Linked DNA regions of Mus musculus: region 1 is linked to region 2. The links are chromatin contacts, called in public HiChIP or PLAC-seq maps. All regions are on one chromosome and are shown on one strand. Each heading gives the region's core, a stretch centred on a gene start, on an enhancer-like site or on the middle of the called end of the contact. The rest is flanking DNA. Distances are from core to core; before and after follow the strand shown. Region 1 has its middle 14 kb from the start of Ccr9. Region 2 overlaps Slc6a20a (solute carrier family 6 (neurotransmitter transporter), member 20A).

Region 1 (6,912 bases), core at 1,317-3,816, 97 kb before region 2:
ATTATCACTAAAATAATGGCTCCCCTGTCATGGTTATCCTTTCTCCTTGGCCCTCAGCACTATGCTACAATTCTCTCAAACCCCCAGCCCTCATCTTCTCCCTGAGAGATGTGATGTTGAGATAAGCTGAGCTGTGGTTGAGTGTGGTTCACCCTGGCCCTGGGCCCCCCGCTGCCACCTGGCTGCTTTTTTGCTCTGTACCAGAGCATGATGAGCCCCTCAGATAACTTCAGGCAGGGGCCAAGAGCTTACGTCATTTCCTTAAACAGGCAACAGACAAACACTAGCCTAAATTCCAAACTCCATATTCCTATAGGAGAGCCCCCCTCAGAATAGAATAAAGCTTTTTGCAGGACATGAAGGTGGAGTTCAGAGGTAGGAACCTGCCCCAATGGTAATCAAGCATGTGGTAGACTTACTGGCTTTTCTTTCATCTTTGCCTTTGCAGTCTTGGGGGCTTCATTCCACTTGCTAAAGATGTGTGGGTGTTAAAGTCACGCTATGGAAACAAAACATGCACAAACACGCGCCACAGATTTTCTTTTCTCCTTCTACATGAACAATGTTTTTGTGACTTTCTAGTTCTGTAGGTTTCTGCCTGCTTTTCACAATTTCTATTAAAAAAGAAACTCAGTTCCCACCAAGAAAAAAAATAGAAGAATATCCAAATTTTAAAATGTGCAAAAGTATGAACAGTTTCTGAGCAGGAAAAGAAAAATATCTGAAGGTTAATAATTGGGCTGGGCAGATGGCTTAGTGAGTAACCCTCTTTATATGTAAGTGTGAGGACCTGAGATAAAATCCCCAGCACCATGTGAATGGCAGAGGTGTGTTGTCTCTTCTATAATCTCAGGACTCAGGAATCGGAGACAGGAGATCCCAAGGGTAATCCGGTAAGCTGGTTAGCTGAATCAATAAGTTCTGGGTTCAAATAAGGGATCCTGCCTCAATATATAAGGTGAAGAGTAGCCAAAACATTCATGTCAATTTCAAGCTTCCACATCCACACTCACACATGTGGGTGCACACCTGCACCCACATATGTGAACATGCAGACACTCATCACACACACAATACAAGTAGTAATCATGAAAGTAGACATGCATGTTCAACAAGGTTAATATTTCATCTTTGTAATACGCACTTGTTTTGAGCTTAGTAGCAAATATTGGGGGTGAGGAATCAAGTACTCTCACCTATTCCTGAGAATGTGAAAATTGGTCCTGCCACATTGGGAAGGACTATGACAACATCTGTTAAGATGTAAAGTTGTTAACCATTGGCTCACAGAATTTTACTAGCTTCACATGGATGACAGAAACCTTGCACATGTTACTGATGATGGAATATCACCAGGAGAGGGTTACATACAGCATAGTGCATTCATCCTGTGGAAATGCCATGCAGCAGTAAACAAGATGATGAAGGTCAACTTATACAAATATTGGAAGATCCCTATGGCTCTGAATAATCAAAACAACTTGCATACCATATGCTTAATGGGCTAGCATTGTTAATTGCAAAGTCAACCTGTCTGGGAATATATGTGTTGGAGTTTCTTTTCCTACTGCTGTACCCTGACAAGAGCCACTTTAAAAAGAAAGTATTTTTTTTCTGGCTCACAGTTCAAGGTGAAGTCCATCATGGTAAAAAATGGTGGCAGGAACTTGAAACATCTGGTCACATCAAATTCATTATGCATAGAAGACAGCAATGAATGAATGCATGGTATGCTAATGATCAGGACAATTTCCACATCTATACAATCCAGGATTCCCTGCTCAGGAAATGGTGCTACCCACTACTCAGATTGGTCTTCCTACATCAGTTAACATCTCCAACACAGATGATTCAGAGGACCATCTCCCAGGTGATTCTAGAGCTTGCCAAGTTCACACTAATACAAACTACCATAATATGTTTGTTTATAATGGTACACGAAAGGCTTTGAAAAGGCTTCAAGCCAAATGTCTACAATGCTTACCTCCAGGAAAAGTCACGGTGGTGGTGAAAGGCAGTTAAGCAAGAGTTTGGCTTTGCAGTCGCCGATATTTTACTATGAAAGAGTTCTGAGAAACAAACTGCAAAACTGTGTGTGCAGTATGGGATGTTCAACACAATAAGCATTTAAAGAGTCTAATAAGTTCTCTATCTGCTGGGCAACAACACAAAATCTTGAATTTGTTTTAAATATTAAGTAGACTTTGTTCTTAGGAAGTTGTTATAAAAACCATCTTGTTTGTTAATCTGTCTTTATTTATCAGATTATTAAGAACAAAGATCAGTTCTTTGCACCCAACCCTCCCCCACCCACCCCACCCCACCCCCCCACACACACACATGACTCAGAGACTGTAACTCATCCTCGTGATGTGATTTCCACCTGCTACCTTTCAGGATGTCTAAACCACATTCAAGCCTGGATGATCTGCTGATAGCTTAGTTTCCAAACTTCCGTGCCAGCCGACTGTCAACTCATAATTTTAGAGCCGATGAAACCCAGAGACACCTGACTTGATGGTGGGGCCTGGACTGTGGGTTACACCTGACAACAGGCACTTGGCTTCCTGACCCCAAACCACACAGTTTCCGCCTGGCCTTGTGAGTATCCTAGTCACATGCCATCTTGTCACTGCTGCCAGGCTGAGCTTCAGAACAGGTGCTAGTGATCAGTGGGGCTGGTCCACTGAAGCCATCTCAAGAGATATGTTTGTTACAGCATCCTAAATCATGCACCTCACTGCTGCTTAATGCAAAGATAGGGAGATTTGGAGGAAAGCACAAAGCTATGTCTGGGAGTGTGGGAGAATTGTTGGCATAGCCAGACTCTCAACGAGCTTGGAAGAAACAAATGACAACCCTGGAGGAAATGGCTTTAGCCACTGGTTATTTGATAACATAAATGCCACCCCAAGCTCTCCCAGACCTCAGAGTGATCTCTTTTCTCTGGCCTAACCTTTTTTTTCTCAATAAGATGGAGACTTTGTGACTCCCAAGTGATAGAATTTACATTCTCAGCCGGGCGTGGTGGTGCACGCCTTCTATCCCAGCCCTCGGGAGGCAGAGGCAGGCGGATTTCTGAGCCCAAGGCCAGCCTGGTCTACAAAGTAACTTCCAGGACAGCCAAGGCTACACAGAGAAACCCTGTCCCAAAAAACAAAACAAAACAACAACAACAAAAAGAACTTACATTCTCTTCCAAACTATCCCCAGACTTTACCCACATTGCTTTCAGGCACCATCCCCAAAAAGAATGTTTATCAAAGATATTGGCAATTGCAGACTCAACACCAGTTGCATTTGTACTAAATGTCAAGAGGGGCTGCATCCTACCCTAGGCAGGGGAGAAAAGAACTTGGCAGCCCAGCATAGCATACAACCAATTATTCACTGAGACATTGACTGAACACAAAAGTAGAAAAACAGTGACCAAAGAGGCATGTCAGACTTAGCATGGCAGACATAGATTCTTCCATATCTTATTCTCAAAAGTGGTCAAGAAATCCCAACAAGACAGATACATGACAGTGTGTATGTCACATAATTGAGAGAAAGCTTCCCAGGACAAATCGGCTGTGAAAGTAGGTGAAGGCCTGTGTACCCTCACACCACACCACAGACCTAAACATGATAAAAGCAATCTACAGCAAACCAGGAGCCAACATCAAAGTAAATGGAGAGAAGCTGGAAGCAATCCCACTAAAATCAGGCACTAGACAAGGCTGCCCACTTTCTCCCTACCTTTTCAACATAGTACTTGAAGTATTAGCCAGAGCAATTCGACAACAAAAGGAGATCAAGGGGATACAAATTGGAAAGGAGGAAGTCAAAATATCACTTTTTGCAGATGATATGATAGTATATATAAGTGACCCTAAAAATTCCACCAGAGAACTCCTAAACCTGATAAACAGCTTCGGTGAAGTAGCTGGATATAAAATTAACTCAAACAAGTCAATGGCCTTTCTGTACACAAAGGATAAACAGGCTGAGAAAGAAATTAGGGAAACAACACCCTTCTCAATAGTCACAAATAATATAAAATATCTCGGAGTGACTCTAAATAAGGAAGTGAAAGATCTGTATGATAAAAACTTCAAATCTCTGAAGAAAGAAATTAAAGAAGATCTCAGAAGATGGAAAGATCTCCCATGCTCATGGATTGGCAGGATCAACATTGTAAAAATGGCTATCTTGCCAAAAGCAATCTACAGATTCAATGCAATCCCCATCAAAATTCCAACTCAATTCTTCAACGAATTAGAAGGAGCAATTTGCAAATTCATCTGGAATAACAAAAAACCTAGGATAGCAAAAACTCTTCTCAAGGATAAAAGAACCTCTGGTGGAATCACCATGCCTGACCTAAAGCTTTACTACAGAGCAATTGTGGTAAAAACTGCATGGTACTGGTATAGAGACAGACAAGTAGACCAATGGAATAGAATTGAAGACCCAGAAATGAACCCACACACCTATGGTCACTTGATCTTCGACAAGGGAGCTAAAACCATCCAGTGGAAGAAAGACAGCATTTTCAACAATTGGTGCTGGCACAACTGGTTGTTATCATGTAGAAGAATGCAAATCGATCCATACTTATCTCCTTGTACTAAGGTTAAATCTAAGTGGATCAAAGAACTTCACATAAAACCAGAGACACTGAAACTTATAGAGGAGAAAGTGGGGAAAAGCCTTGAAGATAGGGGCACAGGGGGAAAATTCCTGAACAGAACAGCAATGGCTTGTGCTGTAAGATCGAGAATTGACAAATGGGACCTGATGAAACTCCAAAGTTTCTGCAAGGCAAAAGACACCGTCAATAAGACAAAGAGACCACCAACAGATTGGGAAAGGATCTTTACCTATCCTAAATCAGATAGGGGACTAATATCCAACATATATAAAGAACTCAAGAAGGTGGACTTCAGAAAATCAAATAACCCCATTAAAAAATGGGGCTCAGAACTGAACAAAGAATTCTCACCTGAGGAATACCGAATGGCAGAGAAGCACCTGAAAAAATGTTCAACATCCTTAATCATCAGGGAAATGCAAATCAAAACAACCCTGAGATTCCACCTCACACCAGTCAGAATGTCTAAGATGAAAAATTCAGGTGACAGCAGATGCTGGCGAGGATGTGGAGAAAGAGGAACACTCCTCCATTGTTGGTGGGATTGCAGGCTTGTACAACCACTCTGGAAATCAGTCTGGTGGTTCCTCAGAAAATTGGACATAGTACTACCGGAGGATCCAGCAATACCTCTCCTGGGCATATATCCAGAAGATGCCCCAACTGGTAAGAAGGACACATGCTCCACTATGTTCATAGCAGCCTTATTTATAATAGCCAGAAGCTGGAAAGAACCCAGATGCTCCTCAACAGAGGAATGGATACAGAAAATGTGGTACATCTACACAATGGAGTACTACTCAGCTATTAAAAAGAATGAATTATGAAATTCCTAGCCAAATGGATGGACCTGGAGGGCATCATCCTGAGTGAGGTAACACATTCACAAAGGAACTCACACAATATGTACTCACTGATAAGTGGATATTAACCCAAAACCTAGGATACCCAAGATAAAAGATACAATTTCCTAAACACATGAAACTCAAGAAAAATGAAGACTGAAGTGTGGACACTATGCCCCTCCTTAGAATTGGGAACAAAACACCCATGGAAGGAGTTACAGAGACAAAGTTTGGAGCTGAGATGAAAGGATGGACCATGTAGAGACTGCCTTATCCAGGGATCCACCCCATAATCAGCATCCAAACGCTGACACCATTGCATACACTAGCAAGATTTTATCGAAAGGACCCAGATGTAGCTGTCTCTTGTGAGACTATGCCGGGGCCTAGCAAACACAGAAGTGGATGCCCACAGTCAGCTAATGGATGGATCACAGGGCTCCCAATGGAGGAGCTAGAGAAAGTACCCAAGGAGCTAAAGGGATCTGCAACCCTATAGGTGGAACAACATTATGAACTAACCAGTACCCCGGAGCTCTTGACTCTAGCTGCATATGTATCAAAAGATGGCCTAGTCGGCCATCACTGGAAAGAGAGTCCCATTGGACACACAAACTTTATATGCCCCAGAACAGGGGAACGCCAGGGCCAAAAAGGGGGAGTGGGCGGGTAGGGGAGTGGGGGTGGGTGGGTATGGGGGACTTTTGGTATAGCATTGGAAATGTAAATGAGCTAAATACCTAATAAAAAATGGAAAGAAAAAAAAAAAAAAGAAAGTAGGTGAAGGCCTGTGTACCCTCACAGCACAGGACTGTTTGGCCAGCATCCTCCATCCTAAGTAGTGCCAATACTGCCCACCAGCAGTGGCCTCTCTGCCCAATCCCCACTTCCTGAACATTCCTCTTTCCACACACTTTCTTTAGTTCTTTGGCCAGTGTCACGTGAGACCTGCTAGCCTGAGCCCTCTGCCTCTTCTCAGTGGCTGTGTCTCTTTGCCCTGGCCTCCTGTGTATTTGGTTCTGATCAAACAAAACTCAAATTCTGAGTTGACCAGTGTTGGCATAGCCTGACTCTCCCTTTCCAATAAGTATACAGGCAACTCCCATGATGTTGGACTAGAACCGTGCTGAGCAGTAAGACGGCTGGAGATATCGGAATGAGGCCTACCTCAAAGTAGCCCTCCTAAACAGAAAAAGGTTATAAGGACTTCATGAGACTGAAAACAACACCTACCTATCCTGAAATACACAGGGAAATGTTCTCTGTTGTTATTATTTATGTTGTATAGATTAGATTATGTACTGTGGATTCAGAGAGAACCAGGTATATCCTTCTCAGCATTAACTAAATAGGAGTTTGGGCAAATTGCTCCTTTGTTTATCTATAAAAAATTTTTTACCTTTTAAGCTGTACTTAAAATTTTTCTGAGTC
Region 2 (7,259 bases), core at 2,077-4,576:
GGTACAGGAAAACACTCAACATCTCACCGTCCATCCAGGAGAATGGAGGAGTGCAGTGGGAGCCAGCGCTGTGCCTCACCCTGGCCTGGCTGATGGTCTATCTGTGCATCCTGAGAGGCACCGAATCTACTGGCAAGGTGGGTCAGGCATTGTGATGGTGCTGGATCGGAGTGGGTGGATGAGTAGCATCTTAACACTGGTCAAGTGCCAGGGGCTGTCTCTTGTACTTCAGAAGGCTTACTGGATCAGACGGCACGGATGGGGTTACTGGCATGATCCTCTACTAGCTGGCACGGATGGGGTTACTGGCATGTTCCTCTACTAGCTGGCACGGATGGGGTTACTGGCATGATCCTCTACTAGCTGACAGAAGCGGTCGAAGTTGTAACGCTGAATCTGAAGTGAGAGACCGCAGCCAGCTTTGAAACTCAGCTATGCCAGGGCATTTCACATTAAAGGAGAGCTTTAAACATCTGACAATTCAGTCCCCCCCCCGCCCAAATGCCAAAGCTATTGTTATAGGGAGAGACTTCCGCATGGGCAGATTTCAGTGAGTTTAGTGTGTGGTTGGATTAGAGGCTCCATCTCAGTGCTTTTGGTGACTCAGTGACGTCCGGAACTGTTGGATTATTCTTTTGGCTTGGTTGTAGTGTGGTTTGAGGTTTTCATTTTTGTTTTGGCTTTTATTTGAAAAGTGTCTCCTTATGAAGGCCAGGCAGGCCTGAAATTTACTATATAGCCCAAATGGCCTCAAACTTAAAGTGATCCCCCTGCCTCAGCCATCTGAGTGTTGGGCAGACCAGGGATTTACCACAATGCCTGGCTTAGGTCTTTTGCCTACCTAAGCCCTTTCTCCCTGTTGGATGTCCAGGTTTCCATTCCTCCTAAGGCTAACATGTCTGCTGTGTTTCCATCACCTGCATCTGTCTCAGGCTGGAGTGAATGCTCTGCACTCAGCTACCAGCAAAGCAAGCCCATAGTTGAACATGTGCCTACATTGTCTTATTCTGCAATAGCTCTTCAGAGTAGATACATGATGACACCCCCAAAAGACTTAGATAGGTCAAGTGCTTTCCCAAGATCACAGCCAGGGATAGCAGAGTCAGGACAAAGCCCAGATGTACTCCAAGGACTTACCATCATATTGGTGACACCCCATGAATGTTCTCTTAATGTCTTTCCTGACTTAGTCACTTCCAATTTTCATATCTGAGAAACCTACAAGCCCTTAGTTCTCACTCTCCTGATCACCCAAGCTGCCTTCTCTAGTACTGACATGTTTTTCATGAGTCATCAAGCTTAGAACAGCCTATGCCACTCAGATATTGTGTGGCAACCCCAGTGTTGTGCCTGATATGGCATTGTACACTGGTTACCAAGTCCCCTGGTGGCCAGCTTCTTAAAGCACTTGCCCCACAGCTGAACTGAAGAATCAAGGAGTCCAGGTGCTCTTTCCCAACTGAGCTCAGCCTTTGCAGCAATAGCTCTGTCCCAACCTAGACCAAGGATGATCCAAAGGATCTAAGGGTAGTGTCTATATCCTCAAAGATTAAAGCAGAACTTTCCTCTCCAGGCCTCTTATAGTTGTGAAATTCAGCAGTCCTTGCACATGATATCAGTCTTCATCATGTATTTTCTCTGCTGATGCTATGACCCTCTCCCTAACAGAACTGCCCTGCAGCTCCATGTATAGGGAGGGCACCGGGCTTATTAAAGCGGCTGCCTTTTCCTTCTCTGTTAAAATCTTTTATTCTCCTCTGAATTTTTAGTTATTGGTCAGAAGTTATTTCTGATAGGTTAGGCTGGATTGCATATCCAGCCATCCTTCCCACCAGGGAAAGAAGGGAGCCATTTTGGTGAAGACTCCAGAAACTCTCTAAGAAACATGATCCACTGGGTGGAAGAGGAAAATTTCAGAGCTTTCCCTGAGTGTCCTCTAAGTCCCAGTGTTGGGGACTTGGGCCAGCCCTCCCCCACACCTTTGATTTGTTTCACCTAAGGCCAGAGGACCCTTTCCATTTGCATCTCTATCTGGCTTGATGTATTAAGTACTTTAGTATGTTTATTAGTCCCCTAAATGTGTAAGAAGCCATGGTAAACATACCCTACATTCTCCCTGGTATTCCTCTGACAGTCTTAGAAATTCTTGAAATATGGTGTCGTGCCAAGGAGGAAATGGAAGACCGAGCATAATTCAAGAACATCAAGACATAGGTCACCAACTGTTTTGGTGAATTCAACCTAAAAGAACAAAATTTCCCACTCAGGGCAGGTAGACATGTACCTGAAAGTTCTTTCTTTGAGGCTTTTCAAAAGTCAGGTGACCCCAAGTCTGAGATGACCCTGGCAAAGCAACCAAGCACACATTCTTACATTATGATGCATGTTAGTAAGGAGAGAAGATTGGCTTAACCAAATAATGAGACATCTTATGAGAGATGCTGCCACATCCCATCAGTACTATTTATTACAGTTTTTGTGGGCACTTTGTTCCAATCTCTGCTCCCACCTATGGGCATGCCTGACCAGGTCTCTCTCAGATCCTATCCTGGAAAGCTGGCTTTGCACCAAGCTACTGAAATAATTTCCCTCTTAGGGACAACATAGATCTTGTAAGTGGCTAGTTTTCCTGTTTTTCTTAGGATCCCAGAAATTCTAGAGCCAAATTTGGCTCAAATACTGAAAAGAGAGACTCATACATGTTGTGCAGGCTCTTTCAACCCCTTTTTTAAGAGACAGAGCAGTGGAAGGAATGTGGAAAGAATAAGCCTGAGTACCTGTTTGTTGCCTCTAGTCCACTGAAGAAGAAATATCATGGTGGCAACAGATGTGGTCACCTCACTTCCTTTCTCCTAACCACACTTAGACCCTTATCCTAATCAGGATCCTGGCACCTGCAGCTCTCAGCAGCTGTGGGTGCAGCTTAACCACCAAAGAAATAAGGTGTTTGTGGGGATGGTTGTCTGCCCTGCCATTCCTATTGTTCCAGCAGTTTCACCCTATCTCTGGATGCCCACAGGTGGTCTACTTCACCGCATCGATGCCTTACTGTGTTCTTATTATCTACTTGGTCCGTGGCCTTACACTCCATGGAGCCACCAATGGCCTGATGTACATGTTCACACCTAAGGTAGGAGCTTCAAGGGAAGGGGACTCTTCCTTTCTGGGGACTCTTCCTTTCTGGGGACTGTTCCTTTCTGGGAACACCTGGGAGGAAAGAGAAGGGGATAAGATATGTAATCAGCAGGGCTGGTGTGAGCCCAAGGCTGGGCCAAAATCTATGGCTATCCTGGGGGCCCAGACTTCCTCCTCAGCTATGCGTTCCGGAAATTAAATCCTCTGTCCATCTCCTCCTGCTGCACTCATTACCCCTCATGACTAGTGCCTATGCCTTCATTCTGGTCTCCCTGTTCCAGGTCTCACCCACAGCCCTATCCATACTCTCCACTGAGCTAGGGACTGTGGGAATCACTCCAGTTATTTCCCTTACCTGTTCCCATATTTCCTTAGACCCTTTCCTTCTAGGTTGCCATGATCCCACTTTAACTCTTTCTTTCCAATCAGCCTAGCCAGAATTCTTGAGTTGGAATGCTATTGCATGTGAAGTAAGGCTCATTCTTTGCTTAACAAATGTGATGGCAGGAAGCAGGTAGCAGCTTTCAAAATGCACACCCTTGTTCCACATGCCTTAAGTGTTAGTGCTGGAGTCACCTCAGACTGGACTCCACATCCAGGTCACAACACCTAAATTTCTGTGCATGGACAAGTGTAGTGCCTGACTGGTGAATCAGAGATTCCATGTGTTTGGCATTAGACCGAACAGTATTTAATCTCACTCTCCATGGGCAGGATGTCATAGTGGGTATAACAGGAAGATTGTTGAGTAGTTTACCTGCCAGAGAAATACACTGGAGATTGTCTGGGAAGACTGGACTCTAGCCTCAGGCCATCCTGACTGCCTGTGTGTTAGAAATAATATCTTCTCCATCTCTGAGCCTCCCTCTTCTGTGAGGGAGAGTCTGGGAATAGAGCCCAGGATTCCTCAGCCCTATCCCTACTGGCCTTCTAGATGGAACAGCTAGCCAACCCCAAGGCCTGGATCAATGCAGCCACGCAGATCTTCTTCTCACTGGGCTTGGGTTTTGGCAGCCTGATCGCTTTTGCCAGCTACAATGAACCCTCCAACAACTGCCAGAAGCATGCCATTATTGTGTCCATCATCAACAGCTCCACCTCCATATTTGCCAGCATTGTCACCTTCTCCATCTATGGCTTCAAGGCCACCTTCAACTATGAAAACTGCTTAAACAAGTGAGTCTAAGCTGTCCCTCAGAGCCTTGGGTCTCAAGTGGGAAGGCAAGGCTCCAGAGCTCTGAGCTGAAAGGGTGACTGGGAAGGGCTAGGTTCCCAGAAGTCAAGGGGTAGACAAAAAACACCAACCACTGTTGGGAGCTACAATGTGAGGTTCAGTTATCCTTTCTCAATTGCCAATGGCTGCCTTCTACCAGCAGCAGAAACTGGGGGGCCATAAAGTTACCTGCCTTGCAGGGAATAGGCAGTTTAAGGTGGCCCTTGCATTGAGCAGAAAAATGTGTTCAGCAAATAATGCCAGTGCCTTTGGTCCCATTCCCCATCTCAAGTGTAACCAAGACCTCTCTAGCCAACTCTACACAGTTTACTATCTGTGGCTTCCCTCAGAGGACTGTCTTTCAGATGTTAAGATGTCCAGTACATTAGTCACTGACCATAAGTAGCTATTTCTACAGAAGAGTGAGATTAGTGGAACTCGGTATAACATAAAAATAATTTAATTTGCACAATGATATAAAATTAGGTTTTAGAATTCTAATACATGTGTAGTAGTGCATGCCTTTAAGGCGCATCTTTGAGTGTGAAACAAGCCTGGCCAACATAACAAGTGCCAGGTCAGCAAAGGCTGCATGGTTAGACCCTGTCTGAAAATAAGTAAATACATAAGTCATTCTAACTTGATTTCTATGCAGTTCCTCAATGGTGTAAGCCACATGCAAGTGCTGTCACTACCAATGGGTACTAATCTGGTCATGGAGCACAGAACACCTCCACCATCCCACCCAATTCCATCAGATGCCTCTTATCCAAATTTTAAACAGCCTGTAAGGAGGTAGTTTCTGTCCTCATCTCTGCTCAGATCTTATACTTCTGCACAGGCATTCAGAGTTGCTCTTCCTGTCAAAGTGTCACCAGTCTGGAGGTTCCCTCCTCACTGAGAAGTACAGAACAGGGAAGAGGTTGCCTGTAGGGCAGCCCTGCCATCACATTCCTCCCAGTTTTTAGAGCCAGTGGCCTCTTAGTCATGAAGATCAAGATGGTGGTCTGCTCTGCAGGGTGATTCTGCTGCTGACCAATTCTTTTGACCTTGAAGATGGCTTTCTGACAGTCAGCAACCTGGAGGAGGTGAAGAACTACCTGGCATCTACTTACCCAAACAAGTACAGTGAAGTGTTCCCACACATTAGAAACTGCAGCTTGGAATCAGAGCTGGACACGGTAAGAGGCCTGGGAAGGGTGGGGACTGCCTCTCTCCACAGTTAGTTCCTAAGAACCTGCAAGAACCTTTACGCTGTCCATGAAGATAGGAAACTGGATTGTCTTCCCTGACTCAGTGATGGGGGGACAGGACTCCTGCTCTCCCAGCTGCTACTTAGGAGGGATCATTCTTGTTGGAAAGCTCTCCTGGAGTCTCTGAGTTTTTCCCTTCTTTCCTTCATCTCTTTCGAAGTTTCAAAACCTCAGAAGAGGCGTAGGGGATAAGGTTACACACTGTTTTAGTTGGAGCTATTATTACTATAGCGAAACACCAAAGCAACTTGGGGAGGAAAGGTTTATTTGGTTTATGCTTCCATATTGTTGTTCATCATCAAAGCAGGTCAGTGCAGAAATCCAAGCAAGGTAGAAACCTGGAAGCAGAAGCTAATGCAGAGGCCATGGAGGGTGCTGCTTACTGGCTTGCTCACCATGGCTTGCTCACCATGGCTTGCTCAGCCTGCTTTTTTAACTGAACCTAAGACCACCAGCCCAGGGATGGCACCACCCACAATTGCTGGACCCTACCCTAGCAATCACTAATTAAGAAAATGTCCTACAGCTGGATCTCATGGAAGCGTTTTCTCAGTTGAGATTTTCTTCTCTCAGATGACTCTAGCTTGTGTCAAGCTGACATAAAACTCTCCAGCACACAAGCATAGATATTTACATTTCTCAATGAACACTACAGAGCTTGTGTCATTTAATGTGTAGATGTAATGACATCTATGTGTGGCATTTATTTGCTTTTTTTTTAAAGCTGGACTCTTTGCTATTAAGTTGTTTGAGCTAAGGAATGGGAAATATTGACAATAAAATTATGAAATATGAATGAAAGAAGCCGAAGATGGTGGAGAAGGAAAGATACTCTATCCTTATGGAAGAGAAGATGTCTCAGCTAATTTTCTGTTGCTGTGAAGAGACACTATGACCAAGGCAACTTATCAAAGAAAGCATTTAATAGAGGGCTTGCTTACAGTTTCAAGAGTGAGTCCATGACCATCATGGTAGAAAGCATGGTAGCAGACAGACAAGCAGGGAGTGCTGGAGCAGTAGCTGAGAGCTTACATCTGATCCACAAGCAGGAGTCAGAGAGAGGGAGAGGTAGATAGAGAGGGAGAAGGAGAGAGAGAGTAAGAAAGAGGGAGCAGGAGGGGAGCAAGCGTGGGGTTTGAAACCTCGAAGCCTACCCCTAGTTACATACTGCCTTGAACAAAGACCACACTTCCTACTCCTAAAACAGTTCTACCAACTGTGGACCAAGCATTCAAATATATGAAGCTATGGGGGGCATTCTCATTCAAAACACCAAAGAATAATAATAACCATTATTATTTAAGTGTCCATACTACCCAAAGCAGTTTACAGATTTAACGCAACCCTTACCAATAATATTCTCCATAGAAACAGAAAAAATAAATTCCTAAAATCTACATGAAACTATAGAAAGCACAGAATAGCCAAAGCAATGCTGAGTAAAAAAGAACAAAACTGAAGGCATAATAATAACTGATTTTAAGACAGTCTACAAAGCTGTCTGGTATTGTCATGAAAAAGACAAGCAAAACATAACAGGAAACCCAGACTATCACATACTTGTGATTATGTGATTTCTGTCAAAGGTGCCAAGAGGATACACTGGAGAAAGGATGGTCTTCTCAAAAACTAGTGCTAGATCCGTATCTCTCACACTG

What was found. HiChIP or PLAC-seq counts read pairs in DNA pulled down with a chosen protein or histone mark.
Region 1: an H3K4me3 HiChIP or PLAC-seq map of the SCID.adh cell line shows a contact between it and region 2, with 18 read pairs. The contact joins two enhancer-like sites. A contact is called at or near these places in 1 of 39 promoter capture datasets (macrophages), 1 of 15 datasets of contacts at CTCF or cohesin (CD8 T cells), 4 of 484 Hi-C or Micro-C datasets (the G1E-ER4 cell line, bone marrow-derived macrophages and embryonic stem cells), 2 of 115 datasets of contacts at active chromatin or transcription factors (the SCID.adh cell line and large pre-B cells) and 5 of 9 other capture datasets (adipose tissue, embryonic stem cells, liver and 2 more).

What each region holds. Positions count from the first base shown.
Region 1 is chr9:123,750,200-123,757,111 of GRCm38.p6, reverse strand. No RefSeq gene overlaps it. Among named protein-coding and RNA genes, the nearest start is that of Ccr9, 14 kb to the left of the region's middle. Within about 2 kb of position 2,566, at least 59 of the 459 cell types and tissues checked have an H3K27ac peak or open chromatin away from gene starts, as enhancers often do. A contact at or near this core is called in the G1E-ER4 cell line and the SCID.adh cell line, where this site is marked.
Region 2 is chr9:123,653,273-123,660,531 of GRCm38.p6, reverse strand. Slc6a20a (solute carrier family 6 (neurotransmitter transporter), member 20A) reads left to right here. Exons shown (of 11, transcript NM_139142.2): 4 at 1-137; 5 at 3,020-3,130; 6 at 4,070-4,311; 7 at 5,367-5,529. Among named protein-coding and RNA genes, the nearest start is that of Slc6a20a, 22 kb to the left of the region's middle. Within about 2 kb of position 3,326, at least 15 of the 459 cell types and tissues checked have an H3K27ac peak or open chromatin away from gene starts, as enhancers often do. A contact at or near this core is called in the G1E-ER4 cell line and the SCID.adh cell line, where this site is marked.